Regions from separate parts of the Mus musculus genome. Here region 1 is linked to region 2. A link is a contact called in public Hi-C data. All regions are on one chromosome and are shown on one strand. The core of a region is the stretch at or near the end of the contact, and the rest is flanking DNA. Distances in the headings are between cores, read along the strand shown. Region 1 overlaps Erbb4 (erb-b2 receptor tyrosine kinase 4). Region 2 overlaps Erbb4 (erb-b2 receptor tyrosine kinase 4).

Evidence for each region. Hi-C and Micro-C count contacts between places; a contact is called where the count stands out from the background.
Region 1: a contact with region 2 is called in a Hi-C map of cerebellum, with 1.9 times the contacts expected there. The contact joins two enhancer-like sites.

What each region holds. Positions count from the first base shown.
Region 1 is chr1:68,747,925-68,751,124 of GRCm38.p6, forward strand. All of the region lies in intron 1 of Erbb4 (erb-b2 receptor tyrosine kinase 4), which reads right to left. Among named protein-coding and RNA genes, the nearest start is that of Gm51744, 210 kb to the right of the region's middle. Within about 2 kb of position 1,292, at least 7 of the 459 cell types and tissues checked have an H3K27ac peak or open chromatin away from gene starts, as enhancers often do. A contact at or near this core is called in cerebellum, where this site is marked.
Region 2 is chr1:68,177,015-68,180,648 of GRCm38.p6, forward strand. The region is part of intron 20 of Erbb4 (erb-b2 receptor tyrosine kinase 4); the gene reads right to left. Among named protein-coding and RNA genes, the nearest start is that of Gm51744, 780 kb to the right of the region's middle. Within about 2 kb of position 1,702, at least 12 of the 459 cell types and tissues checked have an H3K27ac peak or open chromatin away from gene starts, as enhancers often do. A contact at or near this core is called in cerebellum, where this site is marked.

The DNA.
Region 1 (3,200 bases), core at 42-2,541, 570 kb after region 2:
CTAGAGTTTCTCTATGATTCTAAAATTCATCCTTCACTTCTCCATACAGGGAACAATATACTCTTTAAAATAAACTATCCTCGTCATCTTTCTACTAAAACAAAATTCTTGTTCTCTAATCACAGACCTTCTTAACATGGTCTCAAAGAATTTTACACCTTATTTCATAATAAAAGACTTTCAAAACATTTGCACATGAGAGAGAGGGGGGAGAGGGGGGAGAGGAGAGGAGAGGGAAGGGGAGGGAAGGGGAGGGGAGGGGAGGGGAGAGGGAGAGGGAGAGGGAGAGGGAGAGAGACTTATTTACTGAGCTATGCATGCAGGTTTTTTTTTAATATTTCCCTCTGTCTCTGTCTCTCTGTCTCTCTGTCTCTGTCTCTGTCTCTCTGTCTCTCTCTGTCTCTCTGTCTGTCTGTCTCTCTCTCTCTCTCTCTCTCTCTCTCTCTGTGTGTGTGTGTGTGTGTGTGTGTGTGTGTGTGTGTGTGCTTGTGAGTGAATGTACACTCATGTGTGCATGTGTATTACACATATATCAAGGTATCCTGGGAGGCCAGAAGATGGTGTTGTATCCCCAAAGCTGGAGCTACAGGCTGATCCAGATGTGAAGGCTGGAATCCTAACTTTGCTCTTCATAATCAAATGATCTCAATAAGCATTGAGGTATTGCTCCAACCTCTGGGTGATGCGTCTTTAATCTTCTAGCCTAACCGAGTTTTCCTAACACAAATGTTAATCTTTCTAATGTGTCTGTTGGCCATTTTATGTTTCAATCACTAGCTTTGTAACATTTAATGAATTAGAGATGAGTTTAAATGTATGATATGAAACATCAACTATTAATAATAGGGTTGCACATACTGATGTTAACACACTTTAGTTGTCTTCCTGACTTCAAATATATTTGTCCATTTACATTTTACAAAATTTTATATTTTAAAGATAGAAAAGCTAATAGTGATGATTCAATTATTGGAAATAATATTTGTCACCTATATCAGTTTAAATAGTAATATTAACTTCCCATCATCTCTTCAGAGTTCATCCTTGATCCTTTCCTTATGGCTGCCCTCCTCTAAAACACAGACCTAATTTACATTGTAGTATTGTGTTTTCTGTGCAAGTGCTAGGCTCTTAACTTTAATGTAGGTACTGGACTTGACAAGCAATTAAAGCAAACAATTTCCACTCATCAAGGCTTGCCAAATTAGTCATCTGCCATCTGCCCCATCATCTGGTGCTCCTTGAAGTCTTGCTGTGAATCTGGATGCACTTTCTCAGAATCAGAGGGGCAGTGCAAGCCTCCAAGCTGGGGGAGTGCCAGTGGGAGCTAAGTATGTAAACATTAGCAAACATCTTTCTTCCCTAGATCATCCAGCCTTCAACCATCCCCCTGTGTGTAATAAAAACTAGCCTGATCGTGCTGCCTCTTCACTGAGAGACCTTTGCCATCCACTGTAATTAAAGTGGCAGCTTGGGAGACTTTTTGTTCTGTTAGAAATAAATGAAAGAAATATAGATTTAATGTTTTTAATATGTTGCTATGCTCACATTCTAAGGCTTCTATCTTAAGCATCAATAACAACATTCATTAAGAATACACTGTACCATGTCGCTTGCATTAGTGTCAGGCAATATTTCCTTTTCATTCTTTGAATTAGATAAATGTTTATTTGCATAGCAACTCATACGCAGGTTCTAAAGATATTCAGACTCAACACTGACAGGAAACACAAGAAAAAGCAAGAGAAAAACATGCAACTTAAAAATATTTCTTTTATTTTTTGATATTATAGTATGGTTACAACTTCTCCTCTTTCATCTTCCTCCCTCAAATGCTCCTGTGTACCTTGCTTTTTATTTCAAATTCATGTTCTCTTCTTACATTGTTGTTGAAAATGTATATATGCATATATGTCTGTACATGTATATACATTATTTATATACACCTATAAAATATATACATGTATATGTAGATAAATATATGTATGTATATGTGTATGTATGTATATGTGTATATATATGTGTGTATATATATATATATATATATATAACCTGCTCAGTCTATATCATTATATAGATATGATATAGTTATGGAGATCTCTATCATTACTTGTATGCATGTTTTCAGGACTGACAATTTGGTGTTGAAGAATCCATTTGTGTGCTCCTAAACATATTAATTAAAAAACCCATGCCCCTCTTTCTGTAAGAAACTAAAACAGGATTGTATACGTTTAAAAGGTGGCTTTCTACAAGTCAGTAATATACCATGTTGCTAGATGAAATAATCCCAAGCCGAGATACAGGCTCCAGCCAACACATTGTGGCTGTATTTTGTGCCCATTCTAGTTCTGGATCCATTTGCAGAGGATGAACTTGCCTAATTAAAAGTAGAAATCTTAGTTTACCCAAAGTCAAGGCCATCCATCTAAGATGCATGCATATGAGGCAAGGTTGCTTATTCTGGGTGATGTGGTCGTAAGTAAGTAACACCTCTTCCAATCAGTACAAACACTGACAGTGAAGTGAACTCAGCAGACGAGGGGGGACTCCATGGCGTTTTGCCTAAGAACATTTACTGTATCTTCTGAATATTTACATGCAAAATCCAGTCTGGGGCAGCCTTTTAACAAACTAATTTAGACTGTTTTGAAGCAGAGGTTTTCCTTTTATTCATCAAGTAGACAAAAAACACAAAATACTGACATAATATTAACATATACTACATCACAAAATTATACCATATTGATTAAGTTGTTTTCTGATCATCTAACGTCTGCTAGTCAAGATGAGAGTCTGAATTTTCCATTTTTCTTATTGTTATGAAAATGATTTGTTTGACTAGTGACTTAGCAATTGCATTTAGAACATAACAATTCTTCAAAGTATAGTAAACTTGGGTGTCTAAGGATTAACTGAAATTAGGCATTTTAATAAAAAGCTGTTCACCATAGGGCACCATCAGCCATATGTGTGTGTGTGTGTGTGTGTGTGTGTGTGTGTGTGTGTGTGTGTGTGTGTGTGCATGTGTTCTGTCATACATTTATTTGATAAATTTTATCAGGCAAAACAATGTATGAAATTTTAAGCTATGTATAGAAAGTATAACAAATATAGAAAATATATTATAATAACTTATATTATAATAGAAAATCTACATTACATTTTGGTAGAGTAATTATATTCAAATTTATTTAAGA
Region 2 (3,634 bases), core at 452-2,951:
AGACTTTTCTCTTCTGCTGTTCTTGTATTCTTTCTGTATACTTCATGATACAAAGTCTCACACAGCTCAGTCACTTCCAAGTAAAGGCACACTTGCTTAATCGCAACTCTACATTTTTCCTATGAACTCTATGTCCCTAAAGACACAGAAAACGTGATCTATACATTATTTTCAAAGTTGAGTTTATAAGTAGAAAACTTCGCAAATAAAATAGTTAATTTGGTTAAATATAGGTGTAGGTGTTGATAAAAAAGGGACAAGTATACAGTCTTCTACATGAAACTATCATGTGCCACTTATCATTAGCAATTTTAGAATATGATTCAGCCTACTTTCTTTTTTTTTCTCTTTTTATTAGATATTTTCTTTATTTACATTTCAAATGCTATCCCATTTCCTAGTTTCCTCTCCAAATATTCCCTATACCCTCCCCCTGCCCTGCTCCCCAATCCACCCACTCCAGCTTCCTGGACCTAGCATTCCCTTGTACTGGTCAGCCTACTTTCTACTTTTATTTCAGAGAACAAAATTCTTATTGGCTGAATGTTATAATCTAGATATCTTCTAAAGTGCTTTAACATGAAAAAATATTGTGCTTAATTATTAGCAATGCATAACTTGGCCTTTTCTATTCAATTCATTTGTATATAACAAAATAACAGTGGCCTAATAAATATGGACTAAAGTCTTTGACCATGGGCACCATAAAATCTATACTTGACAAATGGAGCCAATATGGCCAAATATCTAAGTGATTCATAAAGGGAAGGCTTTTGATTGTATTATCTTTTCTATGATTCTATGTAAACTGAATTTAAATATCAATGTGAAATTCCAGTAATGATTACTTCAAGCAGATTATGTGTTTCTGCAGGAAAGGTGCATGTGGAAGAGTATGCTACAGTTTGTTCTCACCTGCCCCTTTCCAAATAGTTTTTAAAATTTAAATACATTGAAGAATAGAAGATCTTTGCTATCAGTGGCATTGATATAAGCAATTATGTTTGGCCCTTCCCTTTTTTGTGCAATGCAATAGTAACATTGTGTAATGCAGGGTGGGTCTTGTGGTTCTTTTTGTTTTGTTTTGGTTTGGTTTGTTTGTTTGTTTGTTTGTTTTTCTTGTAGTACTTGACAGATTCACAGATCTATTTACAGTTTGATTTAATTCTAAGGATAAATAGAGATGGGACATTCCATATACTAGTGATTAGTTGGGCAAACTCAATAGAAAGGGATTTTTGTCTTTCTCCTCTCTAAAAAGCATCACTGTTTTTACACTAGGCACAGAAATTTCTTTAAACATCTCATTTGCCTATTAACTTCGCAGGCAATCCACACAAATTTTCATAAGCTTGACATCTTCTTAAAGGGCATCATTACGTTTTGGCCTCTGATGATAGTCATCATGATCTGAAATGTCCACTGGCAAGCCGTATCTTTGACATTTATTATCCAATCCTTAGTGGTCTCTTAACCATAGTCATAAGGGATGCTTTGTAATGGTAGTAATATTAATTGCTGCCATTATCTTGCCTCTCATGTTAAATTTTGGGTCAAATGATTGGTCTAAGTCTAAATGAGCAGTCGGGGATGAAAAGGACAAAGGAGTAGGAGGAAAATACATGAGGAGCCTGAGCCCTGCTGCATACTGAGAGGTAATTTACACAAATAGGCTAGACGAAAACAGATGGGAAGAGGGAAAGTAGGAGAGGGGTGACTAATGACACCTGACTGCCAAATGACCCTGTGGGTTTGAACGCTGGCAGGGCACCTCAAACTGTGCCAGCAGCCACTTGGAACTGCCTGGTTTTCACTCACATTGCATTTAACAGACCAACCTTGGTCTATCTATTGTTACCATCACCAGGGAAATTTACACCATGTCCAATCATGCTCTAGAAAATACACTTTCTAACTGGGCTCTCTCTTCTTTGAGAGGCTGTGTGTTACTGAACAGTTCATGAGTTTATTGTTACAGAGCCTTTGCTTCCAACAGGGAAAATTTGACACGTTTGTTCTTTTAAGTGCCTCTTTTGTAAACCTATAGTATGTGCAGCCTTTTGTGGCTTAATAAGAGCAGTGACGGAAAGAAGAAATTACTTATTCTGAGAATATAACCATATTATTAAATACTTTGCTCATGGTAAAATATGTTTGATCCTGACAGGTGTGGCATTCTTAGAGCTATATAAAGTGGACTCCTACCAGGGTCCCATTCTCTCTCCCACTTTTAAGCTTTAATCTCTTTACAAATGCAAAATAAGTGTCCTCTGCTGTGCACTCAGGGCTTGGAATAAAAGACTTTAGGCTACTGATTACATTGCCAATGAGCTATTACAGGTAAAAATAAAACACTCTTAGCCTGTCTGTGTGCTTCAGCTTCTAATCTCTAAAATGGGAATGTGTTTCTGTTATGCTGCTCTAAAGTAGGCTTTAGAAATGGTGTGTTTGCACAGGAACTACAAAGCATGAGTGGTTGAATCCCATGGATCTGTTCTGAGTTTATATCCAGAAAGATAGAAGACATAAAATAACAAAGACTGACCATGTTCATGAGGCCAGGAGATGGAATGCTCTCAGTTGGGGCAGCAGACAGCCATCATGCTAGTTCTTGAGGAAGAGGCAAGTTCTCAGGTAGGAAAGAAAGACCTTGATATGCCCTTGAGGAAGCCTCTTTCTTTGGGCCATGGGAGGATCAATGTGGAAGTTTGTTATGATAATACACGGATAAGTAAACACCATTTATGGATTGGAAAAGATCTACATGTGTTACTGAACCTGCACGTCACTTGTTTTATTATATTTAAGGCAAATCAAATTATATTGGAAAAGTGATAGGAAATGCACACTATACTTCATCCTCCTAAAATACGTAATGATAAAGAATAATTATTTTGTCATTTAAAATAATTCTTCTCTTATACATTGCTCTCTTAGCACCTTACAGAAGAGATTAATGTCGACCAAAAGAAAAATAACCATGTTGCGGCTTGAGTCAGAACTGCCTGACATAGGCTCATGTGTCTGAGTATGTTGTCCTCATATTGTGGAGCTCTTTAATTAGGTACATCATCTCTAGGGGATGGAGCCTTACTGGAGGAAGTGTGTCCTTAGGGACTAGCTAGCTCACTTCCTGTCTGCTCTTTTGGTTTCTGACAATGAGTATAATGCCACCCTCAGGCTCCTGCCAATGTCCATTTTCTTTCACATGGAAATATATTCTCTCTGATTATAAGATTAATAATGCCTTCTTCATGTTAGTGGCTTCTTCTCTATTATTTAGTCATAGTCAAGAGAAAATCTTAAAATGCAATCCAACAAACTATCAAATGCTATATTTAAAACTCAAAAGAAAAATGATCACATTGGAAGGATATTTCTAGGAATAAATCCATTCAACTTGATACTAAAATTACTATTCATCACACAATCTCATCATTTCCAGGTCGGCATCAAAAGGAACTCAGAGCTTATTATAATTTATCTTGTCCAAAATGACAGATGGAGACTACTGTGCATGGAAACAAATACACTTTAAATTAGGAAAGATGGTATCTCCTTGCATCATGGGACTTGCATGGCAGCAGACAGTCCATATTCTAGCTCTTGGGGAAGAGGCAGCTTCCCAGTTGCT